Regions from separate parts of the Mus musculus genome. Here region 2 is linked to region 1. A link is a contact called in public promoter capture Hi-C data. All regions are on one chromosome and are shown on one strand. Each heading gives the region's core, a stretch centred on a gene start, on an enhancer-like site or on the middle of the called end of the contact. The rest is flanking DNA. Distances are from core to core; before and after follow the strand shown.

Region 1 (5,931 bases), core at 1,607-4,106:
TGATTTAATGAGCAGTCCTCTACTGCACACACTTGATATTATGCACAGAACTTCATCTTCACATGAGAGCCTAGCATAAGCATTAAGTCATTTCAAAACTGGATAAAACAGAAGCTCCGACAGTTGAAACACTTTTCCCAGTAACACACAAGGGTGGTCAGGTACAGAATTTAAAGTCAAGTAGCTTTGACCAAACCCCAGGATCTGCCACTATTATGAAGTCTGCCATGAGCATCCCCAAGGCCTATTGAAAGTAACAAGGAAAATAATGTGTGAGGAACACACTTGGAGATTTTAAAGTTCTATACACACACACACACACACACACACACACACACACACACACACACACAGTTTGGTTATAATAACATGTATCAGGAATGATAAACCTCAGTATGCTTTCTTCAAAAACCCAGAAGCAAAGAGACTTTGCCTTCAATGCCCATCCCAAGCCCTTGTTTGACCTCATTTTGAACAGTTCCCTTATCCCCACAAGTCCCTAGTTTATAAGGCACACATTAAATCATATTGTGGCGCGTCACCACAATCCGAGCACAAAGAGTAAGGTGACAAACAGATGTGTCCCTGTCTTGTGGCAATGTCTGGTATGGGAGGTACCTACTGGACATCAGCAAACCCTCACCTCCTCTCAAGATGTATCCCGCCCTTTCCCTGGAGTTCATCAATACTGCAGGCAAGTGCTGTGGACTGTGAAGGAAGGAGGCAGCCCCTTATAAATGCTAACTACTCATTTCAGGGACTTGCACTGTGGCCAGTAGATGGTAGTAAATAATCATATGGATCAAAATAAAATCAATTGTCATGCAAGTCAGGTGGAGGTATCTATGGAAGCTGCTTCATTTTAAAAGACAAGTAACACAGGAAGGCTCATGTGAGCATATGTGTGTGCTTGGGTTTAAATAAAGCCAATTAGTATCCAGAAGAGACTGAACTTACCCAGTGTTACTGAACAATATACAAAAATCCCCTTGCTTCTTGATATTAGCTACAGAATATGAAGTAGAGATGGACCAAAGAACAGGACTAGAAGGCTTGGGGCAATGGAAGGCATTGCTATAACTTCAAGCTTCTTCTCCTTGTCTTTTTCATCCTTTATCAAACATTAAAAACCTTCTTTGCCAATGCAGGATGCCTCCTATCAAGGCAGTTCCCAGGCTGGAGGCTTGACCTCAAAAGGAGGAGGAAATTCGCATTGCTCAAACATCAAATGATCAAGCGAGTCTACCTGTGGACCATGTTTAGAAAGCACTGTAAAGAACTGCTCGGGCCTGCCAGGTAAGGATGACTGCCCCCAAACCTGAACACCAGAAGAGTTCCACCCACATGGTGGAGAGATAGGATTCCTGAGAAATTTTCTTTGACCTCCACACACATGTGCATCATGTGCATGCACACACACACACACACAGTCCTTTGACCTCCCCACACACGTACACACATGTACCCACCTACACACAAAATTGAATGCAAAAAATATTTTTAAATGCTCAAACTCTAAAGGCTAAATATCATTCTACTTTTAGATTTAAAAAAAAAAGTCACACCAAGGTAGTAGAAAATAACCCTTCTCAAACCCAGTGAAGCCAATATTAGTACAGAGCAATATTTGCCAAAGTCGCCAGGCCAGGCACCACTCTGAACATGTCACTTGAACTGTTCTATTTCATCCTCCTAACTACCCCTAGGATTCACAGGGGGCATTCTAGTGTCCATTTTGCTACTTGAAATAGTCTCAGAAAGGTGAGCTAAACTGCCCAAATTTACACAGCCAACACAAGGCAAAGGCACAGACAGAAGATAACCTTTTCAGCTTATTGGTAACCATAGCTTATTGCATGGAAAAGCATCTAATGTTTTCCGTAGCGCCTTGGTTCACAATTTCACAATCAGTGGGTTTGCGGAGGGAAGGGAGCAACTGTCTCCTAATGGAAACAGCAGAAGTTCGCTTTCGTGTTTTTGATTTTCTCTTTAACTAGGCTTCCCTATTCCCAATTAGGACTTAGAGGTAGAAGGAGGCTTCAGGCACCAGCTGTTCTAAAGGACAGGCATCCCATGTCCTGCCCACCACCCCCACCCCTCAAGGAAAACAGTTCCTGCTATCTCCAAGGCTGGGAGAGTGGTGGCCAGCACCTGTAGTCTCTTCCTTCTTCCTGAACTCACTGCCTGAAAGAGACCCTAGGCAGGAACGTCCCTCAGAAGAAAAAAAAAAAAAAAAAAAAAAAAAAAAGCAGGTCAGGAAAGGAGCTAGCAAGGCTGCTTGCTGGCAGCCTCTCCCCAGGGCTGTCATAGCTGGGACTGCGAGCTACGATGTGATGGAGTGGGTGTGCTGGGACACAGCCTCCTGCTCGCCTCAAGCTTACAGCGGCACTCCTGAGAACCCTAGGCACAAGGACCCTGAAATAGATCCCTCAAAAGCCTGAGAACCCGCACAGCCCCGGGCGAAATAGGCCTCCAATTTGCTAAGTTCGAACCCCGACCGCCCTACTAGTTAGTAGTGTGATTTGTTTAGCCTGGCCACAGTCTCGCTCCGTGTCTCAGTTTTGCTGTCTGTAAACCAGAAGGGTTGTGGAAGACGATCTACAAGAATTCCTACTACCCGGAGTTACTGCGGCTGGCCATTTCAACCCAGCCCTCCCTGCAGAGCAAGACTCACCTTATCGGGCCAGCCCAGCAGGCTCGGCGACAGCGACCAGATGGATGCAGGGTGGCCGACCACTGCCTCTTTCAGCGCCCTGGTCCAAGCCGAACCTAGGAAAGCCAGATGCTGGCAGCCTTCCCCGACTAGCCTCTTACTTTCCGCCGCACTTTCTTTTTCCCCCTCCGGAGCTCCTCCCCCGCCACCGCGCGATTGGCCCTGGGATCCAGTCACAGACTCCACCCACGCGGTGAATCGCGCTCCGCCCGCGATCCGGGCTTCCCAAGGCTAGGGTTGGGGCCGCACGCGGGGCAGTCCCGCCCGCCGCGAGGAGGAGCCGCGTGGGGTCCGCCCGCTGGCGGATGCCAGGCTGCGCTGGGTGCCACCGCGTGGGCCACTGGGGCTGGGGCGGAACGTGCAAGGAAGGGCTAGCCCTGCAGCCGGTTGGTCTCAAGACCAAAATACTCAGAGCAGGTCCAGAGCCTCTGCACACCTAAGCGCACCGTTGTGCTCCACTGAAGATCGCGGTCCTGCAACCCAAGTGGGTCCTAGCCTACGGTTCCTTTGGTCTGTGTATTCACCTGTCACATACTAATGGCCATGAGTCGATTAAGGCTGCACCCCAGAGAACCCACCATGTGTCGAGTTCCTAGAGCAACAGGAACCAGCGGCAGCACAGCCTTCTCCTTAGTCAGGAGCCCTATCTTGCTCTGCTAGAAGTAGGGGACACAGGAAAGAGAGCACCCATCATGACAGTAGGACATTATCAGTATCGTCCACTATCATAATCAGCCACTAGTATAATGAGAGGCAAAAAAGCTAGCATTCAAGACGAATAAGCTGACAAAGAAGAATGCATTGGTGATTGAATGGAATAATCGATTACAGAAGAAAATAATTTTCTATTCCGTCATTCTCCTATCACCGGGTCCTTAGAAAAGCTTTAGCTGCCATCTCTACTATACACTGCAGTTATGTAATCATCTGAGGATCTGTATAATGGTCTTCCTTACATCAGTTTCCTTGTTCAAAAGCCTCCTCGAGAACAAGGCCCTTCAAACACGGTCCTCATTTCAGAGTATCCCCAACAAAGGCAATCTGCCAACCATACTTGTCTCTTCTCACAGGCCTTGCTCCTTGCCACCTCCTTGTCTGCCCCACCCTCAAACTACTTAACTGTGTCTTATTAATTTGTTTATTTGAGAAATTGAGTCCCAGATGAAGCAATTAAGCAATGAGGAAAGGGGTGTAAAAGGAAAGGGTGTGTGTGCTTGGGAACAAAATAAGAGCCAAGAAAGGTCAGCCTTCCTAAAGATGCTGGCTGTTCAAACCTTGCACACTTCCGTGACACTGCTGTAACCAAAACACCTGAAAGGACAACTTAAGTGATGGAAGCAACTACTTTGACTCTTCTGCTCCAGTACCTTTGTGTTGCATTGTGGGAAGAGGAGAGGCTGATCACTTTCTGCACCAGCAAAAGCACAGGGAAGGAAGAAGGCAAGGGACCAGATAGAACTGTCACATCCGTGCTGCACCAACCTCCTTCCTCCAAACTAGAGCTCGAACCTAAATTTCCAGACTCTCCCGAAACAGACCAGTTATTCAACACACAAACCTATGGGGGAAGAGTTCATATTCACACTGCAATACCTTCCTAAAAGAACTAACTGAGATGCTTCTGTGTCTCCTGACCTCAAGACAATTGAGCCGTTACATTATTATTTTATGTATGGATATCTGACACATACTCCATGCCCATAAGATTGTCACTGATGCAAAGAAGAAATGATCTAGGACATTTTTTAAGTTACTGGTGATAAGCACAAATAAAATTCTTTGATTTCTTCCTCATTCATTAAACATATTCCAGGCATCAACTTTTCCTTTTAATGTAGTACACTTATTAAGCACTACACTAATGATTTTGTAGGTTATCTACAAAATAGAAGGCATAAATCAATCACAATGGCCTCAGATATATTAATTCACTCAACTCTCACAGCAACAGATAGGGTGCCATGCAAAAGATGTAAAGAAAGTTTAAATAATTTTCTCAATGCTTTCAATCTAAAAGTAGAAGATACAAAAGTCAGGACCCAAGCAGTAAGCATCGACTTTCCAAAACATTCACCTGGATGAACTACCTTGGGCTACCCAGAAGCCAGGAAGATTATGTCAGTTGCCAATGGACCTAGATATTATCCTGGGCAATTAGCAACTGCACATAACATGGAGATGGAAGGAATTTTACAAACACAGCATATTATTTTATCCTACATAAATAGTAGAAATAAAATAGTTAGCCAAATCTATATATTCATATAATAAGGCATTTATTATCATGATTACTACATCATGAGTGTATATCTGAAAAAAAAGGGCTTGGATTATAATGGGATAAAGCAAAAGTTAAATAGACATATGGATAACAACTGAAAGGAATGTGAAAACCAATGCAGTGTGGGTTATGTCATCGATTAGGATGTTATCACTAATATGCCACTGTCAAGGTCCCTAATGACCTTGTTAGTGTTCAGTGGTCACCCTTCAGTCTTCATCTTGCTTTACTGCTCAAGCTGCATTAGGCAAATTTGACCCATTGATCCTTTACTCATGCTTGACTCTGGTTTTCTTCTGCCCCATCTGATGCATTTTATGGGCCATTCTGTCAGATATCTCTCTCCCTCTCCCTCTCCCTCTCCCTCTCCCTCTCCCTCTCCCTCTCCCTCTCCCTCTCCCTCTCCCTCTCCCTCTCCCTCTCCCTCTCCCTCTCCCTCTCCCTCTCCCTCTCCCTCTCCCTCTCCCTCTCCCTTTCCCTCCCCCCTCTCTCTCTCAAAGCAGGGGCTATCCAGATCAGCCTATGGAATGATTCTATTCCCTCGTTCAGGCATCTTATCTAGATGCACAGCTTTCTAAAATATCTCTATGATAATGACCTGCAAATTTAAATCTTCAGCCCAAACCAAAGACTAAACATACTGTTCGCCTCCTTCATATACATTCTTCATATTGCGTGTACATCTCAAACCCCACGTATTCAGAATCAAGTTCATTAAGGACAGAGTTTCTGAAGCCAGACTGAATCAGATTTTACATTCTGTAGCACGTTGACATAAAATCACCATGTTGCTTCCATTTCATCTTAGTTTCACGCACCCTAAAAATAGGAAGAATAATATGTTTACTGTAATACTCTTAAAATTAAGTACCATATGAGAATAAAACTCTTAGGACAGAGATCTTAGGACAGAAACTCCTTATAAATACTCATTATT
Region 2 (5,931 bases), core at 868-3,367, 3.0 Mb before region 1:
ATTATTTTTTCATTAGTTTTACACAAATATTTATCGTAACCCCAAAGTGTTGGCTATCAGTCTTCCATTTGACTTGTCTAAGAGGTATATTTATCTGTATATAAAAAGTCTGTTTTAACCTCATGACTAGAGTAGTACCTAGCTGCATTATTTCATAACTTAACAGGAACTATATTGTGCAGGGCAATTCCAGAGCCTGGGGGTTTCTGGTTTTCCATATCCCTATTTCTCCCATTAGCTAAGTTGTGCTTGGGCATAAGACATTCTAAAGCCATGACTGTAGACACATGTTCATACCTTCAGAAACAATGTAGCCCAGCTGTATATGATTGATTAAACAAACAATACAAACTACAAACCTGTTTATTTGTAAACCAACTTTAAGTGTTTCCTACATACCTCTTTGAAAAGAGTATGCTATCTTCTACACTTTTTTCTGTTTTATAGAAAACTAGATGTCTCCACTTAATTATAAAACAGCAGCAATAGTAAAGTTGTAAATAGCTTATTTCAATAGAGAAGGTTGTGAACGTATTGCTAAATTAAAATCCCACAAGATTAAAAACAACCAACATTGCAGTAGAGGCAGTTGCACTGTGGACTTTTAATTAACTGTGATGAAAGGAATGGGTCCATTCCTTATAAGCATAATACATAATTTATACCATTAAAAAAAGTTTTGGGGAGAGGGCTGGAGAGATGGCTTATTGGTTATGAAGAAGGGCTAGTCTTCTAGAAGTCAGAGGTTGGATTCCCAGCACCCACATGGTGACTAACACCTGTCTGCTACTCTAGTCCCAGGTGACTGAATGCTGTTCTCTGTCCTCTGTGGGCAGCAGACACAGAAGTGGCACACAGATATACATGCTGGTGAAAGAGATACAAACATATTTTTAAAAGTTCTAGCCCGGCGTGGTAGCCCAAGCCTTCAATCCCAGCACTCGGGAGGCAGAGGCAGGTGGATTTGAGTTCGAGGCCAGCCTGGTCTACAGAGTGAGTTCCAGGAGAGCCAGGGTGATACAGAGAAACCCTGTCTCGAAAAACAAAAACAAAAACAAACAAACAAACAAAAGTTCTAGGGGCTGTAGAGATGGGTGGAAACCTTGGTGTACACTACTTCCTGTAATCAAATGTCTGAAACAATGTGCTAAGCTTGGGGGTTATTGGAACAACTTATATAGATAACATCAAATTTAGTATCAGTAAATGCATATAGCAATTCATAGAAATAAAACTACTTTGAGGTTTTCTACTTTAAAACAAGACTACAGCAACATCCGCAGCGAGACTGGAGAAGTGCATCGAAGTGGACCTCAACACTGAACAAGATCTCTGACGGGGCATCTCTTAAACACCGCCTGATATCATGCACAACACCACTCTAAATTTGACTCCAGTCAGAGGGTCAGGTAAACGGGCAGAGAGCCCTTTCCCGCGTATTATGAAAGGACATACTTTCAAGTATGCTGCTGCAAGTGCTACCAAGTAGCTGCAAGAGCAAAGTGTGCGCTGTGGCATGGCGTATGGCTGCAAGAAGGCAGTTAAATGACACGCACAGAGATACAAGGACAGAGCTAGGCCAGGCCAGAATAGCAACAATAAAAGCAACAACTAGAGACAGATAGCAGGGAGATCACAAGGACAGGGACAGGAACGATGGGCCAAGGCAGCAAAAATCTTCATGTTGAACAAGGAATGGTCACCGGCCAACTCCCGTCACTCCTTTGGGTATTCAAACATTCGCGAGAATTTTTTTAAGAGCCTCGGCCCGGCCTGAGGGTCAGTCACCTGCACATTCGGGAAGTAGTGATGGGTCAACCCTGCTGTCCAAATGGCCCAGAACCTGACATAACGGGGCCAGGTCGCAGGCCGCACTTACCAGGCCACGGCCGCCCGACCTGCTCGCCACATCCCGCCAGAGCAGACCACACACAGGCGCTGAGACGGCCACGGGGGGAACCCCGTGTCGGCCCCAGTCCGATTCCTGCTCCGACAATGACCCAGGAAGAGGCCCTCAGCAACAAGGGCATAGAGCAGCCACCGAGTCCCTCCCAATGGCGCATGGACTTCCGCAAGAGCCGGCTGGGCTCCCGTAGTCAGTCCGTCTCCGAAATAACCACCCACAGGAACGCTAGGCAGGCTGCACAAACGGGCCGCGGATGACATGCGCATGCGCGGGGAGCCACTGGGCGGGACCTGTGTAGTGCTCCTCTTCTTGGCTCCGCCCTCAAAGTGTAGGAATTTTGAAAATGAACTGGGCGGGCTGGGTGCAGGAAATCCACTGGACGAATGTTTATTAGGAGCAGCCAATTTAAGGAAATCTTTTAAAGATCATTTTCGTAGCTGAATCATATAGCCAGAAGATCGAGTATGCGAGACACCTTAGAAAGTCCGAGATCTGATTGGAAAGTGACTTCTGACATTTAAGCTGTAGGTTTGGGATAAACACATACAGTTTTATTAAGACACAAATGTTTTTGTTTTGTTTTGTTTTTTCATTCCCCCCTTTGTTGGCTTTCACCTGAATTTTAATGGCACCCATTTTATTGAAATGGCCCTTGTCAAAGTCTCTTAACAGCGCCATCTCTCCAGTAATGGCTCCTTAGTAGTATCTGCCTAAGTTCTCTTCTTAGTTTTCTTTTGATTTTCAAGACGTCAGATTCATTCTTCCTTCTCCTTGTAACCTATCCCTCCCCACTCCTCCCTATCAACCCCTCTTCGGACGTAGTTGATGTCTAGTCTCCTAGCTACCTGCTTCTCCCAACTATTATTTAATATTCAAAAGTTCCAGTTAGGTTTTGGGCCTTTTGAGTTCCTTCCTTTTTCTGGCTACATTTTCTCCTTAATAATCTAAATTATTTGTATCAATCCAAGTATCTTCTCCATCTTCAACCATTTTTGTATTTTTTTAAAGAGAACAGGGACTCAAAACAGGAATATTGCCAGTGAAAGATTGTGAAGTCGATTAATGGTGTTATTGGAAAAAATCAGATAGTCTTGTACTTTATTTCACTTCAAGGATACATTCCTTTCACTCGTCTCCCTTCCCCTGTCTCTGTCAGTCTCTCTCTCTCACACACGCACATGAAATACACACCACCACCAGCACCCCAAATAAATTGCTTTTTATCTAATTATCAAAACCATAAATCAGAATCCATCTAGTCACAATAGTGGCAAGTATATAAACGCAACTGTCTGACAGTAAACGTTCTGATTGCAGGACTTGAGGAATATATTTACTGTGATGACTGTCTCAATGATAGCTGTAGATAGAAACCTTCTATAAAGCCTAACCAGTATAAACCAAACTAGAAACCAGTTTAAACCCCAACTTTTTCTAGTATTGAATAAAAAATGCATTTGTTATTGTTGCTTCCTAATTCTTGTTGGAAAACACAAAAGGGAGAAGTAAGTGACGGCTGCTTCCATGTGTAATGTGTCTTTGCAGTTTACAAAGCCCTTGCTTTATAATTCCACTTCTAGGCTGGGACTATGTGTAACTTATGTCTACCATTGTATTAGATAGCAAAATAGAGTTAGCATGAAAGTCTCTAGATAGTAGCTAATTAAGTGAATTACATTCACACTAGTCACAAAACCTATGAGCTCTCAGTATCCAAATAGAGAATAATATCTGAAATAGATTGCCCTAATTTGAAATGGCTTTAATCTAGGTTTTTGTTTTGTTTTAACTTCACAATGCTGTCAAAGAAATGTGAAGAAGAAAATTCAATAGAAGCCATGCATCCAATACTTGTTTCAACCAGCCTGTTTTCTATATTTAATATATTATCTAATAAGGGTGATTTACTCAATCCCATATAAAATAGGCCACTTGACTGCTAATGTATCTGTTGTAAGCATGTTTAAGGTTAGAGGGCTAGACTGAGGTAGGAAGTTTGGGATATGGGTGTGCCTCAAGTGAGACTTTCAAGTTATAATGGGTTTATATGACATCCACTTCACGCTATGTACATTGAGGAACATCTACTTATAATGCTGAATAGGAAAATTAGTTAGACTGTTATGAAATCAAACCACCACCACTAGTTCAAATTCAGGCCAGAGTTTTTTTGTTTGGCTACACAGTGTGAAATGATGTTGGACTTTTGCTACAATTTAAAAACAGAGAAAATTTACATTTAGATAAACCAGTATTCTGCTTTTCTGTTTTGATTTGGTTTGGTTTTTTTTTTTTTTGAGACAGGGTTTCTCTGTGTAGCCCTGGCTGTCCTGGAACTCACTCTGTAGACCAGGATGACCTTGAACTCAGAAATCTGCCTGCCTCTGCCTCCCAAGTGCTGGGATTAAAGGCGTGCACCACCATCACCGGGCTGATAAACCAGTATTCTTAAAATATCAGACAACATTATGCCCTAATCTTAAAAAAAAAATACTAGGAAGGGGTAGGAATCGAGTAATGTTTCATATCCCTTACTCAAATTACACACAAATTTCTGTGATTGTGATATTATTTTTCTTAGACAAATCAAGAGAATTTAAAAACATAAACTATTGCTTATATAAAACTTATTAATTGAGATACCTGGGGAAGTTCTCAACCTTACTAATGCTGTGAACTTTAATATGGTTCCTCATGTTGTGGTGATCCCTAAGCATAAAATTATTTCCATTGCTACTTCATAACTGTAATTTTTCTACTATTATAAATCATAATGTAAATATCTGTGTCTTCTAATGGTTCTAGGCCACCCCTGTGAAAAGGCTGTTTGATTCCCCAAAGGGGTCGTGACTCACAGGTTGAGAACCACTGATTTAGAGGGTTTGATGTTTCTAAAACAATAAGATTCCCCTAGAAGACCATCTACACGAGTAAACTGTGATGTTCAAGGAATATAGTTGAATATGATATACAACAAACACTCATGTGTTACTAATCCACATTGCATACATGATCCAAGAAAATATTGAAGGCAGTGAGTCTTAGTGAAAGGCAATGAGGAAAGGGCTCATTGCTTCTTAAGTGGGAGAGAGAATGACCTTTGTTTTTATTTGTTAACTTGTATATCACTCAACCCAAACAAAGATGCTAACTGTATCTTCTGGTCTAGTAGTCACGGAAGAATTTTACCATTTCAAACTAACTTTTCAGGTTCAGATAGGAACTGAGCACCCCAGCAGTTAAAACTATCAAAGCATCTATCTTATCACACAAAACTACCCTGTTTAGTTATCCAGTTGTTTGGAGATCTTTAAAAAGAGCAAAGAAATATCAGAAATCTACACACCTGTGCCTGATCATAAGTATGCATGTAAGGTTTTATTATGTTTCTTTGCAAAGTTCTTCTTGGGTGGTATCCAAGGTCCCAGAGGAGAACCACATTCTTGCTCTGTGGTTTCCTGGAGAGAGAAGCATCTGTAGGCACACACACTCACGCATCGTCATTACACTCCCCAATGCTCAGGAAAGCATGTTACAATCATTGTTGGCTCTTCCCATCGATATTGTCTGTCTGTCTCAGAAGAGTCAAAAGTCTTAGGATGACATCTTTTCTCAAATTAGCCTCTTCGTTTTAAAATGATGTATTCTATCTTTATTTGTATGTATGTGTTTGTATCTGTGTCTGCATTCCATGTATGTGCAGGTGCCTGAGCATGACAGAAGAGGGCAGCAGATCTCCTGGACCTGAAGTTAAAGTCGTTTGGGAGCTGCTCAATGTGGATGCTTAGGAGTAAACTCAGCTCCTCTGCCAGAGCAGCAAGCACTCATAACCACGGAGACGTCCCTCTAGCCCTCATCTATGTGTTTATAGTCATTATAGCCACTTATAGAAGTTGGAGAAATATTCTAAAACTTACTTAGAAATATAGAAGACCAAAATGTTTAAAAAAATTGAGGCTGGAGCATTTATAACTACCTGACCTCAAAACAACTGGGAAGGAGACAGTGTGGTAGGTATAAGGATA

What was found. Promoter capture Hi-C pulls out the DNA fragments that hold promoters and counts their contacts.
Region 2: a contact with region 1 is called in a promoter capture Hi-C map of hippocampal neurons, with 3 times the contacts expected there. The contact joins the promoter of Opa1 here to the promoter of Il1rap in region 1. A contact is called at or near these places in 2 of 39 promoter capture datasets (hippocampal neurons and liver).

Annotation. Positions count from the first base shown.
Region 1 is chr16:26,578,630-26,584,560 of GRCm38.p6, reverse strand. Il1rap (interleukin 1 receptor accessory protein) reads right to left here and starts at 2,856. Exons shown (of 11, transcript NM_001159318.1): 1 at 2,675-2,856.
Region 2 is chr16:29,575,520-29,581,450 of GRCm38.p6, reverse strand. It overlaps Opa1 (OPA1, mitochondrial dynamin like GTPase), which reads right to left and starts at 2,117. Exons shown (of 29, transcript NM_133752.3): 1 at 1,880-2,117. The coding sequence starts at 1,911.